Linked DNA regions of Mus musculus: regions 1, 2, 4, 5 and 6 are each linked to region 3. The links are chromatin contacts, called in public HiChIP or PLAC-seq and promoter capture Hi-C maps. All regions are on one chromosome and are shown on one strand. The core of a region is the stretch at or near the end of the contact, and the rest is flanking DNA. Distances in the headings are between cores, read along the strand shown. Region 1 overlaps Cacna1i (calcium channel, voltage-dependent, alpha 1I subunit). Region 2 holds the start of Syngr1 (synaptogyrin 1). Region 3 holds the start of Sgsm3 (small G protein signaling modulator 3). Region 4 holds the start of Tab1 (TGF-beta activated kinase 1/MAP3K7 binding protein 1). Region 5 holds the start of Mgat3 (mannoside acetylglucosaminyltransferase 3). Region 6 holds the start of Rangap1 (RAN GTPase activating protein 1).

Region 1 (2,700 bases), core at 178-2,677, 660 kb after region 3:
CACTTTACAGCTAAGAAAACAAGACCAGAGAAGCCAAGTCACTTGCCCTGGGTCACACAGCAACTCTGTGCCAGGATTAAAATGAAACTCAGGTCCGGCTCCCAGGGACAGGCATCAAATATTCTACTTCTGTAAAATGGATACGTCCCCAGAGCCCTACTCTGTGGTACCTCACACCGTGCCTACAACCACGCAGATGCCACATCAGGGCCCACGAGTCCACAAGGGAGGAGGTATCAGGGAGCAGAGGCTGGCTGCGGGCAGAGAAATGTAGCCACTGCCTTCGCTGTGTGAATGGGATGGGGTGAGGAGCCTCAGCTGGGAAAACAAAGATGACAGGAGGGGCAATTCTTCAGAAGAGCTGAGGGGCTGAGCTACAGTAGAGCCCTGAGCTTGGAAGAGGACACCCGGCTGGGAGGGAGGGGACGACTGAGAGGCTCACCTGCAGGATCTTGCAGCGGTCTGAGAGGCACTCCATATCGTCACATGGCTGGTACATGCCCAGGGTCACACAGTTCAGCAGGATGACCAGCATGCTCACACACTCGAACCACGTACACCAAGTCAAGGAAGAACTGGTGGTGGAAGCGCGGCCTGGGGCGCCACACTCCTGAATGTGACACCCCAGGAACAGACATGCAGACCGTTTCTGCCCCCCACCCCCAACTCCACCCCCACCCCTGTGGACCTCTCAGTGACCCAGGTCCAAGCTTTCAGAGACAGTGCAGCTGGCCCGCCACACAGGTGCAACCCATGCCACACCCTGCAGGGAACCGAAACCAAATCAAACCACTGAAGCATCCACTGCAGGATGCCTCCAGGTCCCACCCAGGAAGGAGTGGCCCCCAGAAAGGGTCCCCAGACTCAACAGCTCTGATGCCGGCCTTCTCTTCTCCCTCTCCCATCCCTCTGCGGTGGCTTCATGCTTCCCATCCAAGGAATGGGTCTGCACTTCTGAGGCATCCCTGGACATGTTCTCCTGATCTGCCTATCTCTGTGGGGCTGAAGCTCACAGTCACCCTCTGACCGCTGCTCCCAAATCAGCCCAACCCAGAGACCTGGCTTCCCGGGTTCTGCCCCAGCAGAATCCTGCAGCCTGGAGCCAGGGCATCTAGAGATCAGCCCTTCAGGTCAGCCACAGGCCACCAGCAGGATAAGGGGATCCTACAGCCCAGAGAGAAGAGAACTGCCTGCTCATATCCCCCAAATGGCCTCTCCTCTTATACACAAGTCCTCGGGGCTAAGGAGATCTGTGCCCCCCCCCCAAAAAGTGCATCATGGTGAAGAAAAAAAAAAAAGTGAAACCACACAACAGCATAAATGACTGAGGTCAGACTCAGGGGTGAACTGCCAGATGAAGGAGCCTGTCTGATGACTCACTCTCTTCTAGTAGTTTCTCATCTACCAGGAAGCAGACTGACAACCCCTGCCACCAGCTGTACCCACATTCCTGTCCCTGACTCCAGCATTTAGCATCTGGGTACAGAGCTGCTATGTGCTGTCAGAGCAGCCAGCAGTGCCAGAGACCAGGGCCTGCCTGTGAACTCAATTCCCTGCGGTGAGTGGCTCTGGGGTCTCAAGCAAGTTCACAGCAGCTCCTCACTGGAGCTAAGGGGCACCTCACAGGTCCACAGAGGCTGTCCCGACCCCTCTTCTCAGAGTGCCTGCTGTGGCTCCCAGCTTCTCCTGGCTTAAAATCAGAAGCCCTCCACAAAGCTGGCCAGCACGACCTACCCTCTTCTCCTTCCCCCGACTGCCTCCCTCCCAGCCCGTGGTGGCCTGCTTTTCCTGTCTGGTCTCAGGCCATTCAGCCCCACAAGCTCCTCCCCCAGCAGCCCTCCAGCCTGACTCTCTCCCATCTAACGCTCATCCTCTCTGCCCACTTTTGAGCAGAGTCTGGGTCCCTGGGATCTACAAGCACTCAACTCCAACCAGAACAGCATGGAGATGCTCAACCAAGACTTGCCGAGTGAATACATGAGTTTATCTCAAGCTCCCCCCACCCCACCCCCCAGCCACACCAGTTCAACCCCAGCTCGGTGAAGCCACACCAGCCCACCACAGCCAGATGCCAACCACAGTGGACTGGGCCCCTCCTGCCTGCTAAGAGAACTGACCTAGTTTCCATGGCAACAGCCCCCTCTGCTCTCCAGACCCTGCTCACCTTGAAAGCTGACTTCCATGGCCTCTGTCCCTGCCCTGCTCCTTCCTGTCCCTGGCCTGGCTGCCACTCTCCCGCCATAGCCTGTAATTAATTTCAGTCGCTGCCAGGCCCCCTTTGAGCCCTAGCCTTGCTCCAGCAGTAGCTGTGTCATTAATTAACTTTTTTGAAGTTCAAACGTTCTAATTACCAGCGAGCATCCCCGTTCCCCTTGATTCCCTCCCCCCCTTCCCCCATTCATTACCTCCCTCTCATAGCCCAGTTTCTGCTGCCTCTGTCCTTCCTGGAGACCCAGGCCCAAGTGCACCTGATGGGCCCATTCACAGGTGGGGAAAGTCAAGACCCCTCTTTAGATCACGTGGCTGGGTTTTGTCTACATCAGACCTGCTGGGTTCCTCGGCCAGTGTCCCCTCCCGGCCCTTGGTCCTGTGTCTGCAATACTGCCCCTGCCTCCCTGGGGCTGCAGCTCTGGCTCCTGACTCTCCAGTGGGCCCTGTGTGATGTCAGCACTGAGTCCTCAGACTCCTTGATAAAACTAA
Region 2 (2,758 bases), core at 152-2,651, 890 kb after region 3:
AACATCCCAGCCAGGGGCTCCAGAGAGGTCAGAGGAAGCAGCGCACCTGAGCAGGCAGGTGCCTCCAGGGTTCCCGTTTTACCTAGGGCCTGCAGGGGCATCTGAGAGCTGGGGAGGGCCAAGAATGAATAAATCCGGTGTCACAAACCCTCGCGGATATAGCTGGGCTGCACGGCCATGAAGAGTAACAGAAACAAGGCTCCCCACAAGAAGGAAACGTAAAAGATCCCCGTAAGACCAGAATTAATCTCAAGCCATTCCACGCATCAGATCCTGAAATGGCCCTGAAAACGAGGAAAGGAGGGCACCTCTGCAAGCCCGGGTCACAGCTGACTTCGGTTATTAGCCCCCAGGGGTCCGTGACCCGTGTCACCAATGCAGGCTCTTCTGGTCTTAGCACAACAGGAATGGACCCCCAGATCTACAGGGGCAAGACCCTCCATGAAGCCAGCCAACCCCAGAGCCTACAGGCCTCCTCACCCTGGGGTGCAAGGCCTCCTGAGCCACTCCTTCAAGATGTTTCTGCCCCACCCCCCAGGTTTGAGCTGAGCCCCACTCAGCACTGGGGGACCTGCACGGACTAGGTGGGCTAAAGATTGCGAACAAACAGACTTCTCTGCTCTCTATTGCATGGAAGGAACCTTTCTCCAGACCACATTTAGAATCCACTCAGGTGTTTGTTAGGGATCGGAGAGTTGCGGATTCATAAAATGTCAGAGCCCAAAGGGGCCTGGCTCCTCCCACCCCTATAAATCGAGAAACTGAGGCATGACATAAGAGGTGACGCTCCCCACCCAGATCCGAACTGAATCCCTCGTATCTTTTTTGGGGTGGTTCCCTGCCCAAGGTCACGCGGCAAAACAGATGCGGGTCTTGACGGAACCCAAAAATCCAGGCTCCAGACTCAGAGCTCCGCAGCGTACAGAGTGAGCAACAAAATCTAGTTCCAGGTCCTCGCCCCGAAAGCGCGCGGCAGGTGCAGCAGTGCGCCCTAGAAAAAGATCCACGCCCTGATCCGCGCCCCCCAATAAGCGGCCTTAAACTTGGGCTCCGTCCCCACCGACGCACGAGAACCTAGCCGCTAAGTGTAAAGCAGCGACAGCCTGGAGGTCTCGGCGATGGGACTGAGGACCTCGGTGACAGGGGCCGTGATCCGCTTGTGTCAGCAGGGCCGCCCGGGCCAGGTGAGGTCGCGTCGGTGTCCGGCGCCCCGCGCCCCAGCCCGCCTTGCTGTGTCCTTACCCAAGACACGACGCGCAGGATGGTGTGTGGCTGCCTCACCAGGGTGTAGGGGTCGAAGGCGCCCCCGGCTTTGCCCGCTCCGTACGCACCCCCTTCCATCGTGGCTGCACCGCGCGGCGCCCCCCGCTCGGCGCGCGCCGCCGACCCGTGCGCGTGCGCGGCGCCCCCGCCCCCTCCCCTGCGCTCGGCTAGTGCTTGCCGGGGCTCCCGCCAGGGGGCGTCCGTGCACGGCAGGTGCAGCTCCCCGAAGCTCGCGCTCAGAAAGCGGGTGCTTCTTGGGGTCCCGGTGTGGGGCGCGCTCCCAGCCAGCGGGGTGACCTCTTTGCAAAATAGCGCGTGATCAGGGTGTGGACAGAGAGTGCAGCCGCATCCCCGCTTTCGGAAGCCCTCTGAGATGTAGTTCTTCAGGAAACTCTTTTTGTTATGTATTTATTTATTTATTCATTTGCCTCTTTCCTTTCGCTCTCTGCTTCAAATAAAGGGAAGGGGCTCCGTTTGATCGTACAGTGGCTCATTGAACGCGTCCGTAGGTCGCTGGCTGCAGTAATGACCCTCTCTAAGAGATCTGCACAGCCTTCTCGGGCCCCCAGAACCACCTAGCCGCCGAGCTCCACCGATGATGTCATGCACGCGCCCCCTGACCTGGAAGGCGCTGTAAGGGAGGCAAAAGCTGGGAAAAAAACAGACCTGAGACTCCCTTCCCCTTCCACCACAGCTCCCGATCCCTTTCCTTAATCCAATAATTAATTATGTACTTATTTCTTCCGTTGTCTCCTCTGTCTGTGTGCTCCTGCTGGTCAGGTTTTGTTTATATCCAAAGGCCTCACAAACAGTAGGTGGTCAATAAATATACTCTACCCCCTCCCAACCCCAACATAGTTGGCCCTTTGGGGCTCTTGGGGGCTTTTTTTGTTTGTTTGTTTGTTTTTTGTTTTTTTCGAGACAGGGTTTCTCTGTATAGCCCTGGCTCTCCTGGAACTCTGTAGACCAGGCTGGCCTCGAACTCAGAAATCCGCCTGCCTCTGCCTCCTGAGTGCTGGGATTAAAGGCGTGCACCACCACGCCCGGCTCTCTCGGGGGCTTTTGTCGTTGTTTTTATTTGTTGTTTTTGTTTTGTTTTTGAGACAGAGTGGCTTGTAGAGGCCGGCCTCTGGAATTCACCGGGAGGAGGGGGATGGGTTTTGAATTTCTATTCCTCCTGCTGCTTTATCCCTGTGATGGAGTTTCAGGTCTGAGGCAGCTGTTATACTATGATCCTATAAAACGTCTAGAGGAAAACAAGGGAAGATCTTTATAACTTTGTACATTGGAAGACTTTTTTTCATTTTTATTTTCTCTTTGTCTTGTATTAGTGTCTGCCTGCATGTTCATATGAGCATCGTATAAATGCATTGCCTGAGGAGGTGAGAAGAGGGTGTGGGATTCCCTAGACCTGGAGCTCTACAGACCTTTGTGGGTCACTGTGTGGGAATCAAACTCTGGTCCACTGCAAGGACAAGTGCTCTTAACTGCTAAA
Region 3 (2,719 bases), core at 32-2,531:
TGCACTCATGAACACACACACATTTAAAAAAATTAAATTTTAAAAGTTTAAAACCAATCAACCAATCAACCAAAAAACCAAGATGAGATAATGATGAAGAAGCTACATTAAGGATTTGGGGACAGCTCAGTAGTGGAGGGAGGCCCTGGGTTCCATATGGAATAATCAACAACAACAGTAGCAGCAGCAGCAGCACACACATAGGTCACGGGGAACAGAGTATGGGAAACTGATCATTAATGCTTGGAGTCAGAAGAAAGCTGGAGGCTAACAGAGGGCTTAAGGGGGAAAAGAACCAGGAACTGTGCGTGCCTGAAAACTCAGTCACCAGCACAGTCAGAAAAGCTACAAAGAAAAAAAGATGAAACTGAAAAGTAGTCCGGTTGAAGATGTGAATTTGGAGGCTTGAGAGCGCACACCTTCAGTTCGGCACTTGGAAAGCAGAAGCAGGCAGAGCTCGGAGTCTGAGGCCAGCCTGGGCTACAAACATGAATTTACCTAGAAAGATTTCTTTTAAGGAACCGGATAGACAGACAGACAGACAGACAGACAGATAATACCCACTCCCCTGTCATCTCTAAAAACTCACCACCAACACCAACAAAAACCTAAACAAAAACAAAAACAAACCCACCATAGCCCATCATAAATTTCCTATGCATCATGAGACGGGAAGACACGGCACAATCTGTCACTGACAAGGAAACTTTAAAGCATCTGTATTTCCTATTACTGCCCTATGAAAGCAGTCGGGACCCACACCTAAATCTCAGGGTAATTTCAGGACCTCTAACCGGAAGCACACGAGGCGACCCCTGCCTACACGTCCGCCTCAGTTTCCCCGCTGCTAACACTCGGCCTAGGCACTGAACCCGAGTCTTCCAGGGGAACAGCTAAGTCGGCTCTGAGGGAGAGTTGCCACCTGCCGAGACGCCCGCCGCTGCGTCAGGCGCAGTTCCTCCGGGTCGCCGGGAGCCGCCGGAGGGGGTGGGTCTGTCACTGTCACGCGCGTCCCGGGTCGCCGTGGGAGCAGCCACGCCGCGGCGGCTCGCCGCCCCCGCCTGAGGCGGCGCCTTCCCCGCCGCCTTCCCCTCAGCCCGTACCCCGCGGCCTCCACTCAAGAGGCAGGTGAGCGTCCCCCTCGCCGGCCCGGAGACTCGGAGACTCGCGCACCGCTCACCTGTCTCGCGGCCACCTCAGCACCTCGGCAGGTCAGGCTAGCAGCTGCCTCCTAGTCGGCGCGCACTGCTGCCCTTCTGCGCACGCGCGGGCCGCAGAGCCGGTGGCCGTGGGGCATGCTGGGGGCTGTAGTTTCGCGGGAAGACTGGCCCATCCCAGGTTCCAGGCGTCCTTTAGAGGTAGGTACCCCAGGCACCCGGTCTGTGATGCAAGCAACTCGTGGTTGTTTGGGAGCAGTCAGGATGGAGTCAGTGCACAAGTCCAGAAACTGGTCTTCTCTTTCAGGCTCACAGAGCTGGCTTCTAGACCAGATTAATCTAGTTTTCCATCAGTCACAGGCCCTGGGGAAAGCAGTAATTGATTGAGGTCATGACTAAGAAGGAAGCGGTGTGTGGAACCTGAGCACCTGCTTTTGAGTCACTCGTAACATTTTGCGCATCCATAAAAACCCGGAACTTACGGTTTCCGTGAGAACTCAATGTGTATGGAAAACGTTTAAACACAGCACCAAAGAACAATCCAGAAAGATGGCAGCTGACACTGTCACTGCTGGCAAGGAATCTAATCTGAACCCGCCCCCCCCCCCTCCCTCATTTCAGAAAGGCTATCAACAGCATTAAAGGGACATCTCAGCCAAATCTGAAAAGACACTGACTGCGACCAACACCGGTTTGAAGTGTTGGTTCGTACTTGTGCCCAGGTCAATGAAGCAAACTCTACAAACCGCAAGGTGGACTCAGTCATGACCTGGCCGTACAATAAACAGCTTACAAAGCACATTAGCAGGTTTTTCACATCACCCAAGCACAGGAATGGGCTGAATGCAGAATGAATGTTATTCTCATTTGTTTCAAAAATTCCTTCCCTGAGAGACTTAAATATTTACCAGATCCTTATAAGGTGCCAATGACGAATCGAAGTACGATCTCAGCAAAGTTCAACCTGGAGAGCCAATGAATCTGTTAGGCTTACTTACAGAGCATAGATGATAGATTGCATACAGGAGCATGGGTAACATGCAGCCATACTGCCGTCTTCACCCGAAATGGAATATGGCTTCCCCACAGCTCAGGAGGACATGGAGCCCCTGAAGCATATATGACCCGGCGCATCCAGAGATTTTTGAGGTCATGTGCAATTAGGGTAGAACTGCCTCCAATGGCTGTGAGGAGCAGCTGTAATCTCAAGTCTGGGGTGGGAAGGGGCAGACAGTTGCCCTCTTCAGTCCCTCCTTCTATGAGGGAACGCCAACAGTCAAAAAAGCCCCACGGTGGTGACTGCTAGCAAACAGGCACGGCTGACTTTCTGACGGAAGTGTTTAGAGAAGGACCCGGATGGAAATAACAGGAGCTAGGAAGTGGTAACATGGAATCTGTGTTGATTACCTAAGTAGTCTGTTTGTCTTTTCAGTCACAGCACCCTTTTAATTTGTGTGACTCATCCCCAGCACACACATTAAAAATTGAAAGATGCATGTGTTTTATTGTATGTGTATTAGTGCTTTGCCCACATGAGTATACATGTACCATGGTGCCTGGCG
Region 4 (2,724 bases), core at 169-2,668, 840 kb after region 3:
AGCATCAAGACACTACGGGTTAAAGCCGGCCCTCCCTCCCCCTTTTTAAAGTCCGCCAGCATACACAGAGAACACATTCTCTGTGTGCTGGGAAAAGCCTACACTCTGCCCTAACTGGTGTTCTTTGGGTCCCATCACAAGGAAGAGACAGAAGATACTTGACCCAGTCGACCTTTCTCTTGTTAGCAAGCCAACTCAGTCGGCATCAGTCACTATTTTTTTCCCAGCCCCTCTTTCTCTCAAGGTCACAATCATATCAGTGTTCCCCAGACGCTTTCTACAATGGGGACATTTATACAAGGGCCTTGCCCTCTGGGACCTTACAAAACAGAGAGCCAGACCTCTTTACTCCCAGGGTTTTACAAAAGGCCCGAGCAGGCACACAATAGTGAAGGGAAAGCCATCTCTCTCTTCCCCCACGTCTCCCTCTGGCTTCAGATCCTCTAGGCCAGGCAAGCTACTTCCCCCCACCCTTGAAAAGCCAAGACCTAGTTCCTGACCAATTTCCTCATTCTGTGACAGACACTGACCAAGCACCTAGCATGCAAGGGTGGTAGGGTGGTGAAGTCAACATGCTAAGAGGCGCTGGTCTTCAAGGAAGCAGACATCCAGAGGCAACTCCTACAGAGTGCCACGGTAAGGAAGGCCAAGGGATCCCCGCCCTGTCCTGGCAGATCCAAACAGTACTCTGAGCTAACATACATACATGTGTAACTGCACATATGTGAGAAAGATGCAGGGACGGGTAGACTACATCAAACCGTGGAGGTCCAGATGACCAGGTCGGGGTGCCTGGAGCCAACCTTCAACGGGACCCGGTGAACTGGGAGGCAGAAGTAAAACCCTACGCCCTCACTTGAGGAGCCTAAACCTTAGGGGTGTTTCTGGAACCAGACTATTTTAATCCTGCCTCTGCCTCTGCCGCTCACCAGCTGCCTGACCTCGGTTTCCTCGTCTGTAAAAACTTTTAGTCGCTAACTATTCTCCGGTGCTGCTGGCGAAGCTTATAAACGCGAGGCGGTCCACACAATGCCAGAGATACAGCACGCCTTACACAAGCGGGGGGCTATTTATTATTAGTCGTGTCCACGCTCCGGATGGCCCGCTCGGCGGCGCCACGTCCCCTTCCGGCTCGAGGACGCTCCCACTCCGCAGGACCCCGGCGCCCTTGACCCCCTAGAGGCCCCAGCCTGCGACGCGCACGCGCAGAACAGGCGCGGCGCCAGCCGGCTGTGGGTCTCGCGCGCTGCAAGCCCCCAAAGGCCTCTGGGGCGAGAGGGCCATGCTCTGCCATCTAAAGACAACAGTTCCTGCACCCGAGGACACACCCGAGCTCCCAACCCTCCCAGCCCGGAGAGCGGGTCGGTTTCCTCACACTCTGGAGCAGGCTCCTCCTCTGCGCCGCCATCTTGGAGGACCCCGCGGCGCGCCAGGCTCTCGGAGTGGCGGGATGAGGGGCTAGAGCGGCTCGGGCTGCCGCGGAGCTTATCCACAGCGCCCCCGGCGGAGCGGAGGAGGCGCAGCAGAGGCGCCTTGAGCAAGCGCGGCTCTTGCCCCCACCCCACCCCCAACCCCATCAGCCTACTTTCTTCGACTTTCTTGTTTCCTGGGGTCTTTATGGGTGTGCTTTCTCCCGGATTTTTTTTTCACCCCGATGGAGATCCTGAGATCCTATTTAAAGCGGCTTAGCGAGGAGGGAGCAAGAGAGAACGAATGATTCAGTTTACAAGAGTAGTGGGTGACTGACTGCCTGATCTTATAATGGAGGCCACCCCAATGCCAAACTAGCTGAAGTTAGATTTGGAGAAGACTGCAATTCCGAGTAGTTGTAAATTCTCAGAAGTTAAATTTATGGACGGTAACATGGGAGTGTAGTGTTAGCTGGCAATGTAATTGCAGGCCACTTGGCGTGACTGGCCAGTGCCCAAAGGAAGAGTCTGTTTGTTCTAGAAGCACGGTGCGGAAGCTCGATTTGGAGAGTCACAACTGTAATCCCAGAGTTTAGGAGACTGAGGCAGGGGGATTATAAATTTGAGTCCTGTAATCCCATCCCTTAAGAAGAGACAGGAGGAGCCGAGCGTGGTGACACACGCCTTTAATCCCAGCACTTGGGAGGCAGAGGCAGGCGGATTTCTGGTCTACAGAGTGAGTTCCAGGACAGCCAGGGCTATACAGAGAAACCCTGTCTTGAAAAAAAAAAACAAAAACAACAACAAGAAGAGACAGGAGGACCAGAAGTTTGATACCAGCATGGACTACTATATGACACCCTGTTTCATTAAATGAATAAATAATCCAGTATCAATTTTTTTAAAAGATTTGTGTATTTATGTATGAGTACACTATAACTGTCTTCACACACCAGATCCCATAGGTCCCATTAGAAACGGTTGTGAGGCACCATGTGGCTGTTGGGATTTGAACTCGGGACTTCTGGAAGAGCAGTCAGTGCTCTTAGCCGATGAGCCATCTCTCCAGCCCCCCAGTATCAAGCATTTTATTAAAGCAACAGGAAATGGCCTAAGACAGTGCTGATGGGCCAGTGTGGTGGCACATGCCTTTAATCCCAGCACTTAGGAGTCAGAGGCAGGCGAATTTCTGAGTTCGGGGCTAGCCTGGTCTACAGAGTGAATTCCAGGACAGCCAGGGCAACACAGAGAAACCCTGTCTCGAGAAAACAACAACAATAAAAAGACAGTGCTGATGGGAAGAAGTGTGTCAAAG
Region 5 (3,013 bases), core at 411-2,910, 800 kb after region 3:
CCACTGGCGTACCCTCGGGGACCTAACAGCAGCTTATGCCGGTGCACGAGGTGTGCTAGGTGCTGCCCATAAAATAGGGCTCCAGTCACCCCAGAGCTCTCTCATCTCTGTCAGAACTCTTATCTCTGTCTCCCTGTGTGTCTGCCTCCATCTATCTATCCCTCATGTCCACACTCCAAGGCACACCTTGGCACCACCTGCCAAAAGTACCCCCACCTCACCTCTCACGGCATTTGTCCTATCACTGGTGTTGGGACTCAGATTCGAACCATGGTTGTTGCAACCATAACATACAGTACTAATCACTATACAACCACAGCTGGCCACACATGGATACCCACTCTTCAGCTCATTTCTCCTCGTGGTTCAGTGTCCCACCATGCTACACACCATCTCTCAACACACCAGAGAGCACATCTCTCGGTCCTTTCTCTTACTATTTCTTCAGCCCTGGGAACTTTTCCGTCTTCCAGTAGGTTCTTCCTCCCTAGAGCAAAGAGCCCCTCTTTCTAACTTTCCCAGAAACCCTGCCTATCTCCTTAGCGTTGGGCAGCACTAATAATCCTGGAGTTGCCAGCTCCCAGAAGGAGAGAGCCTTGTCTTGCTCTCCCTGTCATCCTCACGGTTGGCTCATTGCCTGGACCTTTAATAACTGTGTCCCTCCAGGTCAATCCCCCATGAAGGCATTTCTGCACCCGTGTCCCAGAGATGATGGAGGACCACAGAAAAATCCCAGTAGGGAAAATGTTCCTGCCTACATCCCCCTTCTGAGTTCCGCAGGCGAGGGAACATCATCAGACCTCAGGCCATCGGAGATGACTGGGGCGCAGCAGTCAGAGATGCTGCGCCCCAGCTCAGGCACCCCCGCCACTAGCACAACCAAGCAAGCTCCCCTCCCCACCCCAGCCCGGTTCTAGAACTATTTGTAGATATTTATAGCGCCCTCCCCCAGCCAGGAGCCCTCCTCCGCCCTGGGCAGTGCAGTGCAAAGAGAGGGAGACCCCTCCCCAGTAGAAGGTGGGGGCCTCTCATGCTAAGCTTTTCCCTGCTCCCCACTAAGGCAGCTGTAGTTACAGCTCCAGCCACAGCCCCCACACTCGCCCAGCACCCCAACCGCGCCTGGGCCTCGGCCAGCAGCCGCAGCAGCCCGGGATCGGGGGTGGGGAAGGCAAGAGCTGAGGCCTCGCGCCCCCAGCCCCGAGCTGCGCCGGAGGTGGAAGGGAGCGCAGCGCACAAAGCATGGCTGGAGCTCCGCGCCTCGGGACGCCCCCACCCCACCCCGGTCCAGCCAAGGGAGGGGGTCGCCGCGCCAGGCTCTGCCCCGCGGCCACGGAGAGCTGCGGAGAGCAGGCGGGTGGGGGCAGGGGGCGCCGGTTAAGCAGTCCCCCACATCTCGCCCCTACTCGGCCCCATGCCCCCGCCCCCGGGGCTGCGGGACCACCACGGGGGGAGACGGGAGTGGGGAGGACGCGGAGGCGAGGCCTGGGGTGCGGGGAAGATGCAGGGCTGCGGCGCGGGTCCCCGGCTCCAGGGTCAACTCACCCATCGTCCGCTGGGTCTCAGCAGCGGCGGTAGAAGCAGCGGCGGCGGCGGCTCCGGGGCCCCCGGGGTCCCCGGCGGGGAGATGCTGGCGTCCGCCGCAGCCTCTCCTCGCCCCATCCCGGGCTCCGGCGGCGGCGGCTGCGGCGGGCGCCCGGCATCGCAGGCAGCGCGGCCCGGGCCCGGCCCGATCCCCGCCCCCCACCCCACCTCCACCCCGTCCCGCGGGCCCGGCGCGGCCGCTTGACTGCACCCCGGGGCGGTAGCGGGGGCGCGGCGGCGAGGCCGAGCGCTGCGCTGGAGGTGCCCGCTCCCGCCGGCCCCCGCCCCGCCCCCGCGCGGCCGCGTCCCCTCCCCCGCCAGCCGGGCTTTGCGCGCTCCGGGCCAGGGGCGCCTGGACCGCGAGCTCCCGCCACCGCCCCGCGCCTCTTTCGTGTGTATGTGTGTGTTTCTGTGTGTGTGTGTGTGCGCAGCAATCGGACGCGCGAGTGTGCGCGTGCCCTGCCTGTGACCGTGCGTGCGCCGGCCCACTGCCCGGGCGTCCTGTGCGGGTGTGTGTGCTGTGTGAGGCGGAGCTGGCCAAAGTGCTTGTCGGGCTCTGCGTGTGAGTGGATCTGTGTGTCTGTGTTCTGCAGCGTGTGATAGATTGGCCCTTATGTGCATGGGGTGTGTAGATAGATCCGTACTGTGGCGTGATTGTGGGCATACTGTGGCTGGGGGCACAGGCCTCCTGTGTGGTGGTGTGACAAAGTCCTGACCGGTGTGTACATCACTGTAGCCCTATGCAGAGGCCTGGTACAGGAAAGCGTCTAAAACACTGGGTACTGGGTCGACACAGTGTCCGTGCTAGTTTGTGTCTTGCTCGGATGTGTTGGCCTCTGTACATCCTTCTGCCTCCACCCTCTTCATCAATGCACAAAGCCACCCATGAGGCGCAGAGGGTGACAGAATGTGCTGGATCTGGGATTCAACCCCAGACTTGGAGGTTTCTCCATTCTTCTTCCCCACCCCCCACCCCCAGGATGCTGCTTATAATGGGCATCTCTAGCACTCAGGTCACCTATGATAGATTTATTTATTTTGTTTTTTCAAGACAGGGATTCTCTTGTGTAGCCCTGGCTGTCCTGGAACTCAACTCTGTAGACCAGGCTGGCCTTGAACTCACAGAGATCTGCCTGCCTCTGCCTCCTGAGTGCTGGGATTAAAGGCGTGCACCACCAACACCCGGCTCTAAATGATCTAAATATCCCCAGAGCCCTGCTGGATTGCAGTCAGAAGCACCTGACATGGGTGCTGGGACTTGATCTCAGATTCTCTGGAAGGGTGCTCTTAACCACTGAGCCATTTCTCCAGCCCTGACACTTTTTCTTGATTTGAGGCATTCTGTTGTGACCTAAAAACCAGTACACCACCTCTATAACTTGTCTCCCTCTCAAGGTTATCAATTTGTCTGAATGTATTTACTTATTGTGGC
Region 6 (2,700 bases), core at 35-2,534, 750 kb before region 3:
TGTCTGCCAAGGACATTAGAAGTACATGCCAGGAAGAGTAAAAAGACTTCTCTTACTTTATTTCACACTATCACACATACTCCACAGTACAAAAAGCAAAAAACAAAAACAAAAAAAAACCCACCTTATATTGATAGTAACACTTACTATACAGACACATTTTGCTAATTATTTTAGTATTGTCCTTTATAGCAAATCTCTGTTGCCCCGTGAAAGATGAAACCCAGGCCCGGGTATTTCACTTATTAAACATGTCTGTTTCATATTTATTTGTTTAATTTTTAGGGCTGGGGATGAACTCAAACTCAATGCATACACTTATCATTGAGCTATGCCCCAGAGCAACCGTTTTCCATAGTCTTTTTTGTTTGTTTGTTTTTTTCGAGACAGGGTTTCTCTGTATAGCCCTGGCTGTCCTGGAACTCACTTTGTAGACCAGGTTGGCCTCAAACTCAGAAATCCACCTGCCTCTGCCTCCCGAGTGCTGGGATTAAAGGCGTGGGCCACCACTGCCCGGCTTCCATAGGCTTTAAGGAGTAACATTCTTCAAATTGAATGGCACAGGAGAATTTGGAACAATACAGACCAGTTATTCTGGAAGATGGTTTTGGCTTTTGTTTCTCTCCTTTCTCTCTCTCTTTCTCTCTTTCTCCCCACCCTCCCCGGCTCTCTGTTTCTCCGTCTCTTTCTCTCTGATTTGATTAATTTTATCCATTTGAAGAATGGACAGCCATGCTGTGTCATCAGTGCGCCATGCTGTGTTCATATTGATGTTAATATGAACCAGTTGGTTAAGGCGATGCCTGGAGTTTGTCTCTATTACAAAATGACTTTCTCCATTTTTAAAAATTATCTTTGGAGTTTCCTTTCAATTTCAGGGGAATTAGAATTTGTTTTTAAAGTCATTTCTTTTAGCAAGTAGATCCCTATCAATGCTGAAGTGATCCAGTGATTCACTGTTTCGCCTTTGTCAATAAAGTTGCATGAATGAGCGCTAACCTCTACGGAAGGGTGCGGCTACTTCGCGGCATGGTCTGTCGGGATTTGTAGTCTGCGGGCGCTTCCGTCAAATACCATCCCACAGAGTACTGTAGAGAAAGAGCCAGAAGCCGAGAGGGCGGAGAGGAGGGTTGCGAAGTCCGAGCGCTCTGCATCATGGGAATTGTAGTTCATCGCGCGCGTCCCGCCATGCCAGCGCCGGAGGACAGGACTTCCTTTCCCAGTAGGCCCCGCAAGCCGGCCCGGCAAAACCCCGCTCCGGCTTGAACAAATCAAATCGAAGGAAAGAAACTGCCGGCTTTCAAAAATCCTCCTCCGCCGCCATAATCGCTGGGGATCGTGGAGCAGGTGGTGTGCACGAGCTAAACGAGGAGCCGCGGCAGCAAGGAGAGGCAAGCAGACTGGTCACTGGGCCTGGCCCCCACGCGGACTCTCAAGCAGTGACCGACGCGCGCGTTCCGTCCCCCCACGCCGCGGTGCCGCTAATTTGTGGTGAGTCGGGGCCCTCACGCTCTTCCTGTCACTTGCCTGGGCCACCAGGGTCTGGGTGGGGCGAAGCGATCGCCTTGCTTCTACCCTTTTGATCACGCTGCGCCCGGCTTTGGGGGATGGGACGCTGGGCGCCGCTGCCCCTTGTACGTTTGGGGAAACTGAGGCCTAGAGTGGCCACTAGCCACAGCTTCCTCTCGGCGGTGGCGCCTCCCGTTGCCATCCATCTCACCTGGAGGCGGTAGGAAGCCGGCTGGCGTGCCGGGTGGGGCTACGCAGTCCATCGTTGCCTACCCAGTCGGCCCACGTCCGCGCGGGAAGCCTGGCATGAGTCACTGCTGACGCTTGGCTGGGTCGATGGATGGCCGTGCACCTGAGGACGTCCCCCACGCGGCCGCCCAGGAGGAGAGGGCGTTTGTGTATTGACCGTTTGTGCCTGCTCTCTCCCAGGCCGTCTGCTGACCTTGGATAGCTCAATACCATCCCTGTTTTGCTTTGGTTAGTCATTCTTTAAAGTGAATTGGGGAGGGCTTGTGTGTGTGTCTGTGTGTCCCTTCCACCTGGAGCCCTACCTACCACCACCAGTTTTTAATCTCATTGTCCCATCGTGGAACTGTAAGAGGTGGCTGAATTCCAGATAGATTTTTACTCATCTTCGTGTTTGTTGGGTTTCTGGCCCGTGACAGCTGGCTAAGGTGCCTATTTAACCTACCAAAGCGGACATGGCCTCCAGGTTCTCCCAGAATCCCTCAGTCCCTACTTGAAGTTTCCAGTCCCGGGGCTGGGCTTGCTTCTCTCCCCTGAAGCTCTTCACTATATAATCCTGACATTTTGGTCTTCTCACTTACCCTTCCATTCCTCTGTCTGCATTTCTCTCACTTTCTGCATATGTGAGCTCGTTTTTCCTTCTCTCCCCCACCCCTCTGTCTCCCTGTTTGCAAGGCGACTTTCCTTCTTTGGGACCAGTGAACCCACTAGAGCGCTGTCCCCAATAAACCTGCCTTTATACTTTAATTTGGTTTGAACTAGCTTATTTGGTCTGAGGAGACTACCTCTCAGTGTTGTCATTCTTTGAGCCCTCGAATATCAGGCCTTATACTGGGACCCTGTTCCTGTCAAAAACAGCTTGGTGTACGCTTAGTTGCTTGAAACCTTCCAGGGACCCTCCTGGTCACTCATACTGATACAGTAATTAGAATGTCCTTTGTTATC

The links. Promoter capture Hi-C pulls out the DNA fragments that hold promoters and counts their contacts. HiChIP or PLAC-seq counts read pairs in DNA pulled down with a chosen protein or histone mark.
Region 1: a contact with region 3 is called in an H3K27ac HiChIP or PLAC-seq map of large pre-B cells, with 6 times the contacts expected there. The contact joins the enhancer-like site here to the promoter of Sgsm3 in region 3. A contact is called at or near these places in 3 of 39 promoter capture datasets (the C10 cell line, embryonic stem cells and pre-B cells) and 1 of 115 datasets of contacts at active chromatin or transcription factors (large pre-B cells).
Region 2: an H3K4me3 HiChIP or PLAC-seq map of bone marrow-derived macrophages shows a contact between it and region 3, with 5 times the contacts expected there. The contact joins the promoter of Syngr1 here to the promoter of Sgsm3 in region 3. A contact is called at or near these places in 5 of 39 promoter capture datasets (the C10 cell line, HPC-7-derived erythroid cells, hippocampal neurons and 2 more), 4 of 115 datasets of contacts at active chromatin or transcription factors (bone marrow-derived macrophages, embryonic forebrain, extraembryonic endoderm stem cells and 1 more) and 1 of 9 other capture datasets (adipose tissue).
Region 4: a contact with region 3 is called in a promoter capture Hi-C map of liver, with 3 times the contacts expected there. The contact joins the promoter of Tab1 here to the promoter of Sgsm3 in region 3. A contact is called at or near these places in 7 of 39 promoter capture datasets (the C10 cell line, embryonic stem cells, hippocampal neurons and 3 more) and 1 of 115 datasets of contacts at active chromatin or transcription factors (microglia).
Region 5: a contact with region 3 is called in a FOXA1 HiChIP or PLAC-seq map of pancreatic cancer cells. The contact joins the promoter of Mgat3 here to the promoter of Sgsm3 in region 3. A contact is called at or near these places in 4 of 39 promoter capture datasets (the SN4741 cell line, embryonic stem cells, hippocampal neurons and 1 more) and 1 of 115 datasets of contacts at active chromatin or transcription factors (pancreatic cancer cells).
Region 6: a promoter capture Hi-C map of pre-B cells shows a contact between it and region 3. The contact joins the promoter of Rangap1 here to the promoter of Sgsm3 in region 3. A contact is called at or near these places in 4 of 39 promoter capture datasets (cranial neural crest, frontonasal cranial neural crest, liver and 1 more).

The regions. Positions count from the first base shown.
Region 1 is chr15:80,318,213-80,320,912 of GRCm38.p6, reverse strand. Cacna1i (calcium channel, voltage-dependent, alpha 1I subunit) reads right to left here. Exons shown (of 37, transcript NM_001044308.2): 3 at 443-554. Among named protein-coding and RNA genes, the nearest start is that of Gm31319, 30 kb to the right of the region's middle. Within about 2 kb of position 1,427, at least 53 of the 459 cell types and tissues checked have an H3K27ac peak or open chromatin away from gene starts, as enhancers often do.
Region 2 is chr15:80,089,977-80,092,734 of GRCm38.p6, reverse strand. Syngr1 (synaptogyrin 1) reads right to left here and starts at 1,401. Exons shown (of 4, transcript NM_207708.1): 1 at 1,243-1,401. The coding sequence starts at 1,341. Gm31134 (predicted gene, 31134) reads left to right here and starts at 901. Exons shown (of 2, transcript NR_168675.1): 1 at 901-1,184; 2 at 1,724-2,002.
Region 3 is chr15:80,976,327-80,979,045 of GRCm38.p6, reverse strand. Sgsm3 (small G protein signaling modulator 3) reads right to left here and starts at 1,281. Exons shown (of 22, transcript NM_134091.2): 1 at 1,181-1,281.
Region 4 is chr15:80,131,840-80,134,563 of GRCm38.p6, reverse strand. It overlaps Tab1 (TGF-beta activated kinase 1/MAP3K7 binding protein 1), which reads right to left and starts at 1,418. Exons shown (of 11, transcript NM_025609.3): 1 at 1,376-1,418. The coding sequence starts at 1,408. The region is part of intron 1 of Gm31253 (a long non-coding RNA gene); the gene reads left to right.
Region 5 is chr15:80,172,368-80,175,380 of GRCm38.p6, reverse strand. It overlaps Mgat3 (mannoside acetylglucosaminyltransferase 3), which reads right to left and starts at 1,660. Exons shown (of 2, transcript NM_010795.4): 1 at 1,543-1,660.
Region 6 is chr15:81,728,503-81,731,202 of GRCm38.p6, reverse strand. Rangap1 (RAN GTPase activating protein 1) reads left to right here and starts at 1,284. Exons shown (of 16, transcript NM_001146174.1): 1 at 1,284-1,491.